Regions from separate parts of the Ovis aries genome. Here region 1 is linked to region 2. A link is a contact called in public Hi-C data. All regions are on one chromosome and are shown on one strand. Each heading gives the region's core, a stretch centred on a gene start, on an enhancer-like site or on the middle of the called end of the contact. The rest is flanking DNA. Distances are from core to core; before and after follow the strand shown. Region 1 has its middle 35 kb from the start of C10H13orf42. Region 2 overlaps LOC101106088 (guanylate cyclase soluble subunit beta-2-like).

Evidence for each region. Hi-C and Micro-C count contacts between places; a contact is called where the count stands out from the background.
Region 1: a contact with region 2 is called in a Hi-C map of liver, with 2.3 times the contacts expected there. The contact joins two enhancer-like sites. A contact is called at or near these places in 8 of 16 Hi-C or Micro-C datasets (hypothalamus, liver, mixed tissues and 4 more).

The regions. Positions count from the first base shown.
Region 1 is chr10:20,820,080-20,827,042 of ARS-UI_Ramb_v3.0, forward strand. No RefSeq gene overlaps it. Among named protein-coding and RNA genes, the nearest start is that of C10H13orf42, 35 kb to the right of the region's middle. Within about 2 kb of position 3,147, at least 3 of the 54 cell types and tissues checked have an H3K27ac peak or open chromatin away from gene starts, as enhancers often do. A contact at or near this core is called in liver, where this site is marked.
Region 2 is chr10:20,764,453-20,770,813 of ARS-UI_Ramb_v3.0, forward strand. LOC101106088 (guanylate cyclase soluble subunit beta-2-like) reads right to left here. Exons shown (of 16, transcript XM_042254753.1): 16 at 5,850-6,146. The coding sequence ends at 6,001. Among named protein-coding and RNA genes, the nearest start is that of RNASEH2B, 89 kb to the left of the region's middle. Within about 2 kb of position 3,424, at least 6 of the 54 cell types and tissues checked have an H3K27ac peak or open chromatin away from gene starts, as enhancers often do. A contact at or near this core is called in liver, where this site is marked.

The sequences.
Region 1 (6,963 bases), core at 1,897-4,396, 55 kb after region 2:
CTGAACATTCTTCGTGACGCGGTGGGAAGCACGCGTACACAGAAAGCACTTTGCTGTATACAGAAGTGTAGGGGGCGCCTCAGGGAAAGCCCATCTACGATTGCTTTTGTGAGACGAATTAGCCACTTTTTTCATAGGACATCATTTCTGCTTGAAAGAACCACTGACAGACAAATAACGATTACTCAGACTTGGATATTTGGCAGACATTTTCTTAAAAAAAATTTAAAAAAGAACAAAGTTAGCTTGTCATTTCAAGGAAAATAACTGACAGAATTTGTTGCCAATGATCAAACTCAAGCTTTCAAGTGAAAATTGGAATTTTGGAAAACTTGCATCTGCTACTGTGAGCTCATTAGCTCCCCAATTCTAAGAGGCTCTGGTGGGATTGTGGTGATATTGACAAATGTGATTTTGATATTGTATAATGTACTGTATCATGTCAACATTCATAAGATCTGCATAACTCAGGGAGCTAGTAGTTTTCGAGTGACTAGTGCATGACAGCTCAAAATGATGGGACAAGATTTATTTCAAAGGGTAACACAGGCCACGGAACTTTCACTTAATGGAGTATGGACAAGGTCATTGGTGTTTGGTTTCAAGGTCACTGAAACCAAGGTCATTGGTTTCACACTCAATATTGTAACTGTGGGCTTCCGAGGTGGTGCAGTGGTAAAGAATCCTCCTGCCAATGCAAGAGAGACAAGAGACGTGGGTTCCATCCCTGGGTTGGGAAGATTCGCCTGGAGGAGAGCATGGTAACCCACTCCAGTATTCTTGCCTGGAGAATCGCATGGACAGAGGAGTCTGGTGGGCTACAGTCCGTGGGGTCACAAAGAGTCAGACAAGACTGAACACACATCCACACAGATTGTAACTGATCTTTGAGAGACGACCACTGGTGGAGCTTTGGTGAGGCTTAAATGAATCTCCACAATTACCTAAAAAGAGTATTAAAGTACTTCCTCCTATGTTTTCTTCACATCGCTCAACCAAAACCTCACATCACAACAGACAGGATGCAGAGGAGAATATTCAACTGTCTTCCAGCAATTCAAACATGAAAGGACTGCAAAAATCTAAAAACAGTGACACTTCACTCTTTAATTTTTTTATTTGAATAATGTTATTTTTCATAAACATAAATGTTATTTGTGCTGACATGTAATAAGCGTATTACATTATTAAGTAAACTAAAATTAATTTGCTCTTTTAGATGAATTTATGAGCAGCCATTTTTTAAAATTTCTCAATTTAAATTTCTAATATGGTAAATACTAATAAATAAACAAAAGTTCTTGGGGTTTTCGACTGTTTTTAAGAGCAAAAAGGTTACCTAGCCCACTGTATAACACATGGAACTCTGCTCGATGTTATGTGGCAGCCCAGATGGAAGGGGAGTTTGGGGGGGAATGGATACGTGTATATGTATGTCTGAGTACCCGGTACTTTTACGGTACCTAGCACAATCTGAAAGATTTTCGTTTCATTAATTTTTTATTTACTTGTTTATATTCTGCCACCCCACCCTGGAATACATATTCCTAGAGAACAGAGCCCTCATCTATTTCCTTGATCACCATTCCCAAGGCTGGGAATTCTGGCTGGCACATACTAAGGACTAAATGAATATTGTTGAGTAAATAAACATGCCCAAGTCAAACAGCTAGTAAACGATCTAGGCAAAAAGTAAAAGTTTATATGACTCCAAGGAACTTACTCTTCTTAATCTATTAGTTGCTTCTCACTGTTAAGTCTTGGTAAAGGTTTTAGCCAGGAGGTTATGAAAGAGTGGTTCATGATTAGAAATCTATAAATCTAGGGTATATGAGAGAGCGATAATGGAGACAACGAGGAGAAACATCTGTTTCTGATTATTTCAGACAAAGTAAAATTTATGTCGTTAAGTCTGGAGACATACTTCATTTTACCTGATCATTGCTTCTTAAAATTTGTCTAGGAATTGATGGGGTTTTCTTTTTTTGCTATAATTCTATTTTAAAAGCACCAGGGAACTTGTTATTTAAATGTAGCCTGAAGGAGATATTTGCACGCAAATAATCTTGCCTTAATTTGCACTTGATGAGTTGAGTTTTCTGCACTACAGTTTTTTTTTTTTTTATGAGTTATATGCAATTTTTGTTGGGGGCTGAGCTTGTTAGATAGACTTTTTGCTTTTGGTTTAAAGATGCCTTTCCAATGCGATCACATAGGTGTCTAGTGCTCAAACACATCCTTTGAGACTTCAAGATTAAAGAGGTGAAATCTAGCAACACAGACCTGGGATATGGCCCCACCTGGTTCTCTGTCCTTGGACACATTCCTCTGATTGCCTGGCACCTTTCCTCACCGCTTGTTCAAATATCTCAGTCACCTTCCTGTAGATACCAGGGCAGCCTGCTTGTTTGGGATGCTGTGAGGAGTGCCCTTCTGGGGCAGGAAGAAAAAATGTACCATTTACAGTGAGGTCACACCAAAGGTGGAAACTGGGAGAAAAGTTTCTTGTATAGCATCTACTTGCTATACATATGGGAAGCTGGTTTTCTCCCCTCTAGATTTACAGAGATATGTTGAGTATCTCAACCAATCAAAGCCCTGATATTTAATAGCTGGTCATGCTATATCTGTTCCATACATAGGGGAAGGCAAGAGGCATTCCGTAGGGGCCTCCCTGGAGGCTCAGTGGTAAAGAACCCACCTGCCAATGCAGGAGACATGGGTTCAATCCCTGATCTGGGCAGATTCCACATGCCTCAGAGCAACTAAGCCTGAACCACGACTATTGAGCCTGTGCTCTGAAGCCCGTGAGCCCTAGAGCCCAGAAGAAAAGCCACCGCAATGAGAAGCCTTCGCACCGCAACTAGAGAGCAGCCCCCACTTGCTGCGACTAGAGAAAAGCCCGTGCGGCAAAGACCGCCCAGCATAGCCCAAAATAGGCAGCTAGCAAATAGAAAGAGGCCTTCTCTAAGCAGCACCATTCAGCTGCCTGTCACAGGCAGACAGCACCTTGCTGGCTTATCTCCACTGATGCCTAACTGCTCCCGCTATTTCTGGTCATTTTCAGTTACTTCCTGAACCCTGCCCACTCTCTTAGTCAGGATAGATTCCTCTGGGCCAACCAGTCGAGCGAAGGCTCAGACGGTACAAGGTTCACAGTCAAAAATCGATCAACAAAAGCTTGTCCTTCCCTCCCTGTCCCAGGCTGGTCACTGGCGGGTATGGGGGATCCTTCAGGCAGGTCTGGACAATGGGTGTTGGGGAGATCAGTCTGGAGACAGAAGCAGAGGCAACGCCATCCACCGAATGATGCTCATTTTGGGAGCCAGGTTTCCTCTGGGCAGAGCAGACACCCTAGAGGAACGTCTGCCTCTTCCAGATGGAAGGCAGGGTCATCCGACCAGCGGTAAAGTGGCGCCTGTGAATGTCACATATAACCTGACCCAGCGCAGCACCTGGATTCTGGAGGGGGAATCACACCTCCTGGGCACCTATTATGTACTTTGGGGTACCTTAGGAGACCCTAAAAGACAGGGTCTTCACCTTTTATCATGAGTTTCAGAGAAGTGAAATGGCCTGCCCCAAGCAGCAGAAAGTGAATGTTAGTGCTCTGTCGTGTTCAACTCCTTGGGACATTATGGACTGGAGCCCGCCAGGTTTCTCTGTCCATGGGATTCTCCAGGCATGAATACTGGAGTGGGTTGCCATTCCCTTCTCCAGGGGACCTTCACAACCCAGGAATCGAACCCAGGTCTCCTATATTGTAGGCGGATTCTTTACCATCTGAGCTATCGGGGAAGCAGCAGAGCCAGGACTCAGTCCAGTCCAGTGGGAGGCAAACCCTACCTCCCCTGGTCCTCTCCCCAGCCCACCGAGCACCCGCCTCTGGAACACAGTGAGCATCGGCTCCTATCACACAGTTTACATCTGTTCAGTGCTCGCCGCTGACCAGGCACTCTTTTTCTAAGTGTCTTGCTTGCATTATCTCATTTAACCTGTCAAACAACCCCTACGAGGTTAGCTACTTTTTTTTTTTTTTGATGTTGAAACACCTAGGTCACATCCAGGTGCATCTGGGCTTCAACTCTAAGCATTGTGGCCTCAGAGCCCCTGCTGAAACTGACCTTGACTTCCTGGGACATGCAGCCACACCCTTGAGAGTGCAAACCCCTCTCCCCGGAGTTGGTTCCTACCCACCCCTCCCGGCAATGTCCACCCGATGTTCTCTGTGCTCACCACCTGTCCTAGGGCTGGCCACGCCCTGGCAGGCAAAGGGGGCAGGGCTGTGGTGTGTCTACCCCCGTCCGGCTATGGCAGAGCAAATGATACCAGTTTCTGTCTGCCTTGGGCCTTGGACAGTAGTCCCCATGTCCGAGGTATACAGGCAATTTCTACAGACTACAAAACCATCCAGGCAAAATGGCTTATCTGAGTCATTCATCCTCCAGTGTTTTCCACAGAACCAGGCATTCTACAGGAGCTCAGGAAAACCAAGTTTACAGAAATGCGCCTTGCTTTTCACTCAGACAGGTCTTTCCTAGTAGCTCACCCACTAAAGAATCCGCCTGTAATGCAGGAGACTCAGGTTTGATACCTGGCTCAGGAAGATCCCCTTGCAAAGGGAATGGCTACTGACTCCAGTATTCTTGCCTGGGAAATCCCATGAACAGAGGAGCCTGGTGGCTCAATCAGACATGACTGAGTGACTAACATCCTCACCCAGACTCTTGTTATGAACCGAAATCTGTGTTGCCAGTTGCTCGCCCTTGCTTCAGGCAGCGTGGCCGATTAGAAAGAGGAGCTTTCACAGTCACAGGTCTGGGTTTGAGTCCCAGTCCTCGTACTTAACCTTGTGACCTCCGGCAAGTTTCCTTCTGGACGAAATGAGATAAAAACCTGCTTTGTAGTGTTCTTATTGGGCTACTAGGATCAGTTGTGGTAGAGGTCCGGCCCAAAGCAGGGGCTAATCTAAGACTATTCTTTTCCTTCCTCTTCTTACTGAGTTCACCCTTTACAATGTAACAGCATTAAAAACAAAAAATCTTCAAATATTTTTGTTCCCAAGACAGGTTAGTGTTACAGTAACTTGGTCAAGTCTGACTCTTTGTGACCTCATGTACTCTAGCCCCAGACTCCTCTGTCCATGGAATTCTCCAGGCAAGGCAGCTGAAGGGGCCCAAAGGGAGCACTTCAAGCGTCTGACATTTCGTCTTGGCTCTGTTGCCCACTTGCTGCGCAGTCTTGGGCAAATTCCCTAACCTCTCTGGGCCTTGGTTTTCTCAGCTGTAAAAATGAAGAGATCTGGGCTAGATGACCTCTCCAGCACCCTCCAGTCCAAGCATTCTCTGATCATAATTACGTAAGTGTTCCTCTCGAAATACTTGGAAATGAGTTTTCTTGGCCTATATAGTCCAAAGCCCAGACTTGCAACACTCTAAGCGAATTACCCCAGGGATGCTGTGGGAAATGGCTCAGGCAGCCTTTCCCTAAATGAGGGGGTCAGGGCACACGTGTGAGCAGTGTGTGGTCAGAGGGGCTGAGGCTGTGGGGCCCACTGGGCCCCTCCTCAATTCAGCCTCCTGCTTGCAAGACTCCTGAATTCTCAGCTCTATCTAATTATTTCCTTTGTAAAATGTGGGTAGGAGTGAGGAAAGATTGCACTAAGCATTTTCAATGGTTTTTACATTACAAAAGCAATGAAAAAATGTAGGTATTAGGGAAAAAGTCAGTCTTACGGCATTTCATCTTTCTAATTCAATTAGTATGAATAATTCGTTATTTTGTTCTTTCTCTTTTTTCATTTGCGTCGTTTATTCAGTGGTTATGTAAATTTTGTCTTGCTTGGGGAGGCTTTTTGTTTATTTGTTGTTTGTTGTTTTTACTTACACTGTTGTAAAATCTTACAAGTTGCTTCATGATCTTTGTTATTATCTGAATAATGGTACATGTTTCTTTTGCCATTCCACTTGTTAGTTGTTTTCGACCATCTAAAGGATTTTTTTTCTTTTATTATTTATAAATGTAAGGCTGTGTTACATATACAGGCACACACACGCATATACATGTGCGTCTCTAAGGGAATCAATTCTCAAGAATAAAATTACTACTTCAAAAGATCTCCTCATTTTCATAGTTCTGGTACATGTTGTCAAACTGCTTTCCCAAAGGATTGCACTAATTTAAAATGCTATCAGCAATTACCCATTTTGCTGCATCTTAACCAGAATTGGTAATTATCATTTAAAATTTTGGGCGATTTAATAGGCAGAGCAGCGCCTAATTTTTTTCATTTTCATGCCTTTGAGTAACTGAGGAAGCTAATAATTTTTCCAGATTTTTCCGTTCTTCCCTCTTCATAAGACCAGGAGATTTCTGAGACCCCATTCAACCCTATCCCCTGATGTTTTAAAGCTGGAGCCTCCAAGAAAGTGGAAGAGCTGCCCAAGATTACAGGAATCAGACAGGAGGCTATATGGCCGAGTAAATAACAGTGTTAAGGGACAGAGGCAGAGAGGAAAACTGTAACAGTTATCTAAAGAAAACCTAAGGAGAGATTCTGGCTACATTTAAAAAGGGGGTATTACCCCCTCTTCTGTGGGATTTCAGCAGCTCCATTTATGTGCCATGCGAATAACGTAGATGTTTTCTCTTCTGTGATTAAAAACAGCTAACTCATTCATGAAATAAAAGCTAACACTGAAGCTGCAATACTTTGATGCAAAGAGCCAACTCACTGGAAAAGACCTTGATGCTGGGAAAGACTGAGGGCAAGAGGAGAAGGGGGTGACAGAGGATGAGATGGTTGGATGGCATCACAGACTCAATGAACATGAGTTTGAGCAAGCTCTGGGAGATAGTGAAGGACAGGGAAGCCCGGCGTGCTGCAGTCCATGGGGTCACAAACAGTCTGATACAATTTAGCTACAGGACAACAATAATACAATGTTGTATTATTCACAGGAG
Region 2 (6,361 bases), core at 2,174-4,673:
ACACACACATTTTTTGGAAGAGCTGGGTCAAAACCAATTCTGATTTTGCCAATCACAATCACTTTGAAATAGTCACAATCACAAGATTATAATATTTTCAAGTGTGTTAAAGAGAAGGAAAGGTAAAACCAATTCCTTTTTAATCAGAGGGTTTTGAATTGTTTTCTATCATCAGTTGATGGCCACAAATTTTGAATGGTTTTCTAAATGTGTTTTGATATTTGGGAAGCTAAACGGACTAATGATTTTATGCATGTGTGTAAATTTCTGATGCTCATTAATCGCAGGCAAATTCATAGACTATTCAGGTTCAAGTAATTATCCCTGGAAATTTGGGCGTCTTGACCTTTCAAAATGGCACTTGAGAAACTGTTAGAGGCTTCTCTGTAAACTGATAGTGCTTTTGGTCAAATGCTTAATTTAAAAAAACTTCTTGATGTGTGAAAAACTTATAATGACAGTTTTCTTTGTGGCAGGATACACTAATAATTCATCACAGACGTTAGCCAGTTGAATCACATTAGTTATGACAATATATTTTGAGGCAGCCTCTTGATTTACTTCTTGATTTAAAATTTTTGAAGTTCCTGATTTTTAATTGGTTTTCCCATTTTCTTTGCTCTGATTTTTTTCCTTTTAGTTTGCTAGTGCTCATCAGGCCTTCCTGTGATGGGGGTGGTTCAGTCTGGCCGGTTCCACCCACAAGATGATATTCTCCTTGCTTTGTTGAGCTCCTGAGAGGTCCATTTCTTGAATAATTTGTGACTTTGGTCTCCTTTTTGCTTGTCAGTCATGTTTTCAACCCTTTTAAATTCAGGCCTTTATTGAAGAAGATACTTTAATGATGTTTTTCATTCCTGCAATGCAAGTTTATAAGAGTATTTCCAAACAAATGTGTTCAATAGAGATGAAGAAAGTCAAACTAGCTTTTCTGTAAGCGGAAATTTTTTCCTGACGAAGCTAATGCCCTAAATGATTTCGGATCTCCTTAAAAGTTTTTCTACCCGTGAATAAGGTAAAACAAGTCACGATTGGACTGGTGTTTATTAGTCGCTGGCAAACTAGTGGACGTTTCTGGACATGCCCTGCTTTATTTGATTGATATATTCTATCATGGGACCTCATTGGCATTTGTTGATCTGAGAAGGCATTAGAGATTCCCACATAAACCTATTTTATTTATTTTATCTTATGCTTAGTTTACAAGATGCCTTTTATAGAAGATAAAATGTCCTTCCTTTTTCTCAGTTCCCGTTGGCATCAGCCTAGCCTAGTCCAAGGTCATGACGTAGTGGGGGGAACTCACAGGCTGTGAAGTCCAGAGCCTCAGACCAAAGCCTGCTCGGAGTTTTTTCCTCCAGGACACTGAAGAGCAGCTAGGATTTGGGGACACCTGACTTTTTGGTAATATGGTTCATTCCAATCCGGTCTGGGACACATTGAGCAGTAAATCTTACTGCATGTTTCAGGCTCCAAACTAACCATTTGTTTAAACAGCTGGATATTTTAGGGGGAAAATTCAACGTCTTTTTTTTTTTAGGTCTCTCCTGTGTGTGTATGTGTGTGTGTTAGTCACTCTGTCATGTCCGACTCTTTGCAACCCCACGGACTGTAGTCCGCCAGGCTCCTCTGTCCCTAGGATTCTCCAAGAAAGAATACTGGAGTGAGTCACTCCAACTCTATGCATGTGATGTAGGTGCTTTCTAAGGGTGCACGAGCTATTGTGTGTTATTGATGTGTTAGGAAGGTACAAACCACTGGCCAAGAGCTAAGACCAGAGTCGGGCAGGGCCAGAAGTGAAGCCCAGTTCTTAACTCTGTGCCCATTTCCCCATCTGTAAAATGTGGGTAATCGTGGACCTACCTCACACACACAGGATCGTACTGGTGCCCAGCAGTAACAATTACTGGCCCAGCAGCCACCACGATGATGTTACCACCATAGTTTCCTGCATAAGTGCCTGTGTTTAACGCTGCCTATTGACCAGAAGCTACTCCATCAGGTAGACGCCAGGCCATGACCAGCCCCTCTTCTCCTTAAGCCCACTACAGCCCTCTGTACACGGGAAGCCAAACAAGAGAAAATACTGCAAGGCTTTGCACTTGGAAGCTGGAAAACAGATGTGCAGAGCAGCTCCTCTGTTTCAATTGCACATGTGACGGGTGGGCTGATGGCGCCTTTACAAGGATGAGTTAAGTGGTTCGTTGACATATCATTATCACATTTTGAAGTTAAACCGCCACGGGATCCATGAACTCTCATCATGCAGTTAATTATTCCTGGATTTCTCTGCGCTCTTGAAACATATTCTGTTTATTTAACCATCCCCTGGGAGTGCGGGCTGCCTTTGTCCCCATGACACAGCCAGTGGTGTAAAACCCCTGCATCTGTCAGAATTCTGTGTGTGCAGCGTAATTGCCTGATTTCCATTTGAAAGTACAGCCCTGACGTTACTACCGCATAGACCCACCAATGATCACAGTGATGTCCCGACACCTACAAGGGGACAGGGGTGCGGGGGTGGGGGGGGGGCCTGATGCCATAACAAATGCGCACCAGATGAATGCTCGCCTTCAGATGGACCAGGTCTGAGTTTACAGCTGCAGATGAAGTGTGCCTTGGGAACAACAACAAAAAAAGAAAAGACTAAAGAAAAAGAAACCAGCAGATTAGCATCAGCGTGAGTCTGGTGGAGCCAGATGGCTCTCTGTGGAAACGGATCTTTCCCGCCCTCTTCCAGTAACCCCGACCAGCAGACAGTGAGCGTGCTAAGAGGAGAGAAAAATGATCTCACGCCTCAGCCAGGCACACGATTCGCCTTCTTTCTCTCACATACAACTCAAGCTGAAGGAAAGTTGGAAAAGAAGGGATGAAAAAAGAAGAGAGGGCGGGGGGTGCGGTGGTGGTGGTTGGGTTGCACTGAAGAATAAACTGGTCAGAGCCCAGAGGAGGGTGAGGTGCCAGCTCCCTGGCCAGGCTGGGGCTTCGGAAAGGCAGGCTCAGATGTCCACAGAGGGGACAGCCACGCCAAGGCGTGGGAGGTGGGAGAGACCCCTGGCACATTGTTAGCCCCTCTGCACACACCCACCAACTTGTCCACAGGGGCGTGGTGTGTAAGAGGCTGGAGGTGGGTTTAAAAGCGGTGGGATTAAGCTGTGTGCTCCCTTGGGAAGGACAGTGGATGGTGTTTTCAAATTTTTGCAAAGTCACTTCAATCGTATCCAACTCTTTGCGACTCTCTGGACTGTAGCCCACTGGCCAGGCTCCTCTGTCCATGGCATGAAGACCAGAATGGGTTGCCATGCCCTCATATCCACCTCTCTCTGAGGGCTGGAGGCCAGACTTTGTAATAGTCCTTGACCTGCCGGACAAGGTCGAGGAGAGCTGGATCAGAGACCTGGGATTCCAGTCCATGGCATCCTGGGAAAGGGGCTGGAAAACCAGACAGGGTTACTGGGGAAAAGGAACCTTTCACAGGTTGTGGGTGTGGGGGGGGGGCCTCCAGAGTCACTCCACCTCCCCGGCTTAGCAGAGCATTCGCTGCTCATAAACAGAAGTCTTACCTGCAGTGACAACCAGACCTCGGACTGCTGGCCACGAGGCGGGCCACCAGCTGTTGGTGCCCACACACAGCCCTGGCAGGGGCCAGTGGGTGCAGGCATCCCGCCAGCTAATCTAATGTGCCCTCTGAGCAAGTGTGCACACACCCCCAGCCTGGCACCAAGGGCTCCAACCCAGAAAGAATGCTCCCCTGGGAGTGGCAGGGGCTCACAGTCAGCCTGGCGAGGTTTCCTGGGCACCCGAAGTTTGTCTCCACCAGTGTTCACTCCGAAGAATAAATAGTGGGCTCCAGGAGAGGCCAAATGCAGACTGTAGTCAGTCGGTTACAGCTGGAGAAGATTACCTTGATCATAATAAACATGGAACAAAATCCACCCCATTTTCAGCCAGGGCTGGGACACCTGCTTTGCCATTTCTGGCAGCCTTCGGTGGAGCTGAGCAGTAAACTGGCATAGTCTGTCTGGGCCAAGGGGGCAAAGCGAGCTGCCAGCTGGGAGCTGGGGCCGCAGGCTCCAGCTTTTCTCCTTCCGAAAACAAAACAAAAAACCACTACTCAACCAAGCAACCGTTTTGCCCTTCATCTCTCAGGCAATGCTACCACCTAACCATGTTCCTAGTTCTAGGCAGGTTTCTCTCCCTCACAACTGGGCTGAAGGATTTTGAAAAAAAAGCACACAGGGAAAGTCACAGGAATCACAAGGTGGATCCGCTCTCCTTGGCCCCACTTGAGCAAGAAGACCACTCAACGGGAGGAACATTTTGAAAATAACATTTACAGAGGGGTAACTAAATGTCAGTAACTTTAAGTGCTTTGTGGATATGTCATTAATCCTCATGACACCCCTACAATGCAGGTCCTCTGATTACTCCCATTTTACAGATGGAAACTTCAGGCACAGAGATGTTAAGCAACTTTCCCCCAACACATGCAACTGCCAAATGGTAGAGCAAGGATTCAGACTGGGCTCTACCTGGCTCCAGGGTCCACATCCTGGCTATTCTGCCTTTTTGACCTTATAGTAACACTGGAATGTGTCCCACTCAGCCAGTGCCAGCACTGTGGGCTACTGAGTCTCCCAGAGTTGACTTCCTCATCTGTCAGTCAGGGACTGGAAACCCTGGCTGCTTATGGGGTTGTTGCCAAGAGCAGAAGTAACGAGTCACATACGTGCAAGGCCAGTGCCTAGCATTTGATCGAAGGTCTATAACATGTTAGTAGTTACTGTTGTTGTGAATATCAAGGGCAGCTTTGTGCTCTTGCAGTTCACTGTGAGCTCAGTGGAGCAGCTGCCACTAACCCCATTTTACAGGTGGTGAAATTGAGGTACCAAGACATCCAGCAGCAGAGTCTGGACAAGAACCCACATCTCTCAAAGCTGCATTCAGTCTAATCCTGACTCACTGTGAACTACAGGCTGCACCCCCTATTTCTAGAAACACGATACCGCTGTCATCTAGAAGGACAGCAGAGCAAGGAATTCAGCTCTTGTCACCTTCTCTTCCCCTCCTGCTCCCAGGATTGGCAGCCACAGAAGTCAAGTCTGCCCTCCCGGAAGACAGTTAATGCCTCTGGGGACAAGTAAGGTTCTGGCAAGAATGAATCGCAAAATTCTGGGTGCCCTTCATGTGGGTTAAAAAATACTTGTCTTTTCACCAAAACCAAGGGCAGATGCAGAGACCCCTGGACCACTTCTCAGCCTCCCGCACCCCAGGCCTCCGAGAGCGTGTCCAGCGCTCACCACCACCCAGGTGTCCCCACGCCGCAGCTAGAAGCAGCAGAGGAAACGAGTCTGAAGAGGGACAAGGGACCTGGTGGGCTGGCCGCACTCTGCCTCATTTCCCCCTCTTTCCTCACTCTGCCCTTCTGGTGATTTTCACATTTTCTCCTCCCTTTTACGTTCATAAAAACCTCTGGGGAAGGCAGCTTTTATTCCATGGCTTCGTATAATTCCCAGGGCTGGGAATGAAAGTGATTTCCTTTCACAACCCCTGGCTGAGTGCCTTTCACATCCCGGCTGTGTTGTGGGGTGATTTATCAACGGCAGAGGCCAGGGCTCCTTCCCCATCCTCCCCGCTCCCGCCATCACTTAGAACAAGAGCGTGCCCACAGCCGGCTCCGAGGCCAGGGCGTCCTCTCAAGACGGCTCCGAGGCCAGGACTCGGTGGAACCACCGTGATGAGAGCCGTTTGTTCTCCTCCGAGAGAACAAACGCGGCCTGAAGTCTCCAAGTGACAGGGCTGGCTTTGAACCGAGACTGTGAAAGCATATTTTTCCAAACTTGTCAGGATCGTGTTTCATTTCTAGACCTTTATTCTCCGAGGGACAATGAGAAAGAGACACAGTTTAAGAAGTCTTGGGCTGAGAGATGAAGTTCCTTTTCTTTGTCACCATTAAACCGAGCAGGGGGAAAATGAAGCTGAGGGGTTCATGTTTCGCTGTCACAACAAAGCACAGAGGCCAGACGGCAGCGGCCCACTGGGAAGGCCGCGTGTCTCTGTCTGTGCTGAAGGCCGCGGTCTGGCTGCTGCCTCCTCGGGTTCCCGTCCCTCCACTGGACTCCCTTTGGGTGTTGACCAGTCAGAAGCTGAAACAAGACAGAGCAGTAAGCTGAACAGTTGGCCCCAGACCGATCCCCGGTCAGGGGGGTTCTGTCTGCGCCTGGCCCTGGGGTACAGTGTGGGCACCGTGGGGTTACCATACCACCTCCTGCGGCCGAGAACATCTTCCCAGTGAGGCCAGAAATGTCCATTCAGACCTCAGCCTTGTTGCTCAATTATTGCTCTAACCTGTATCACTTTG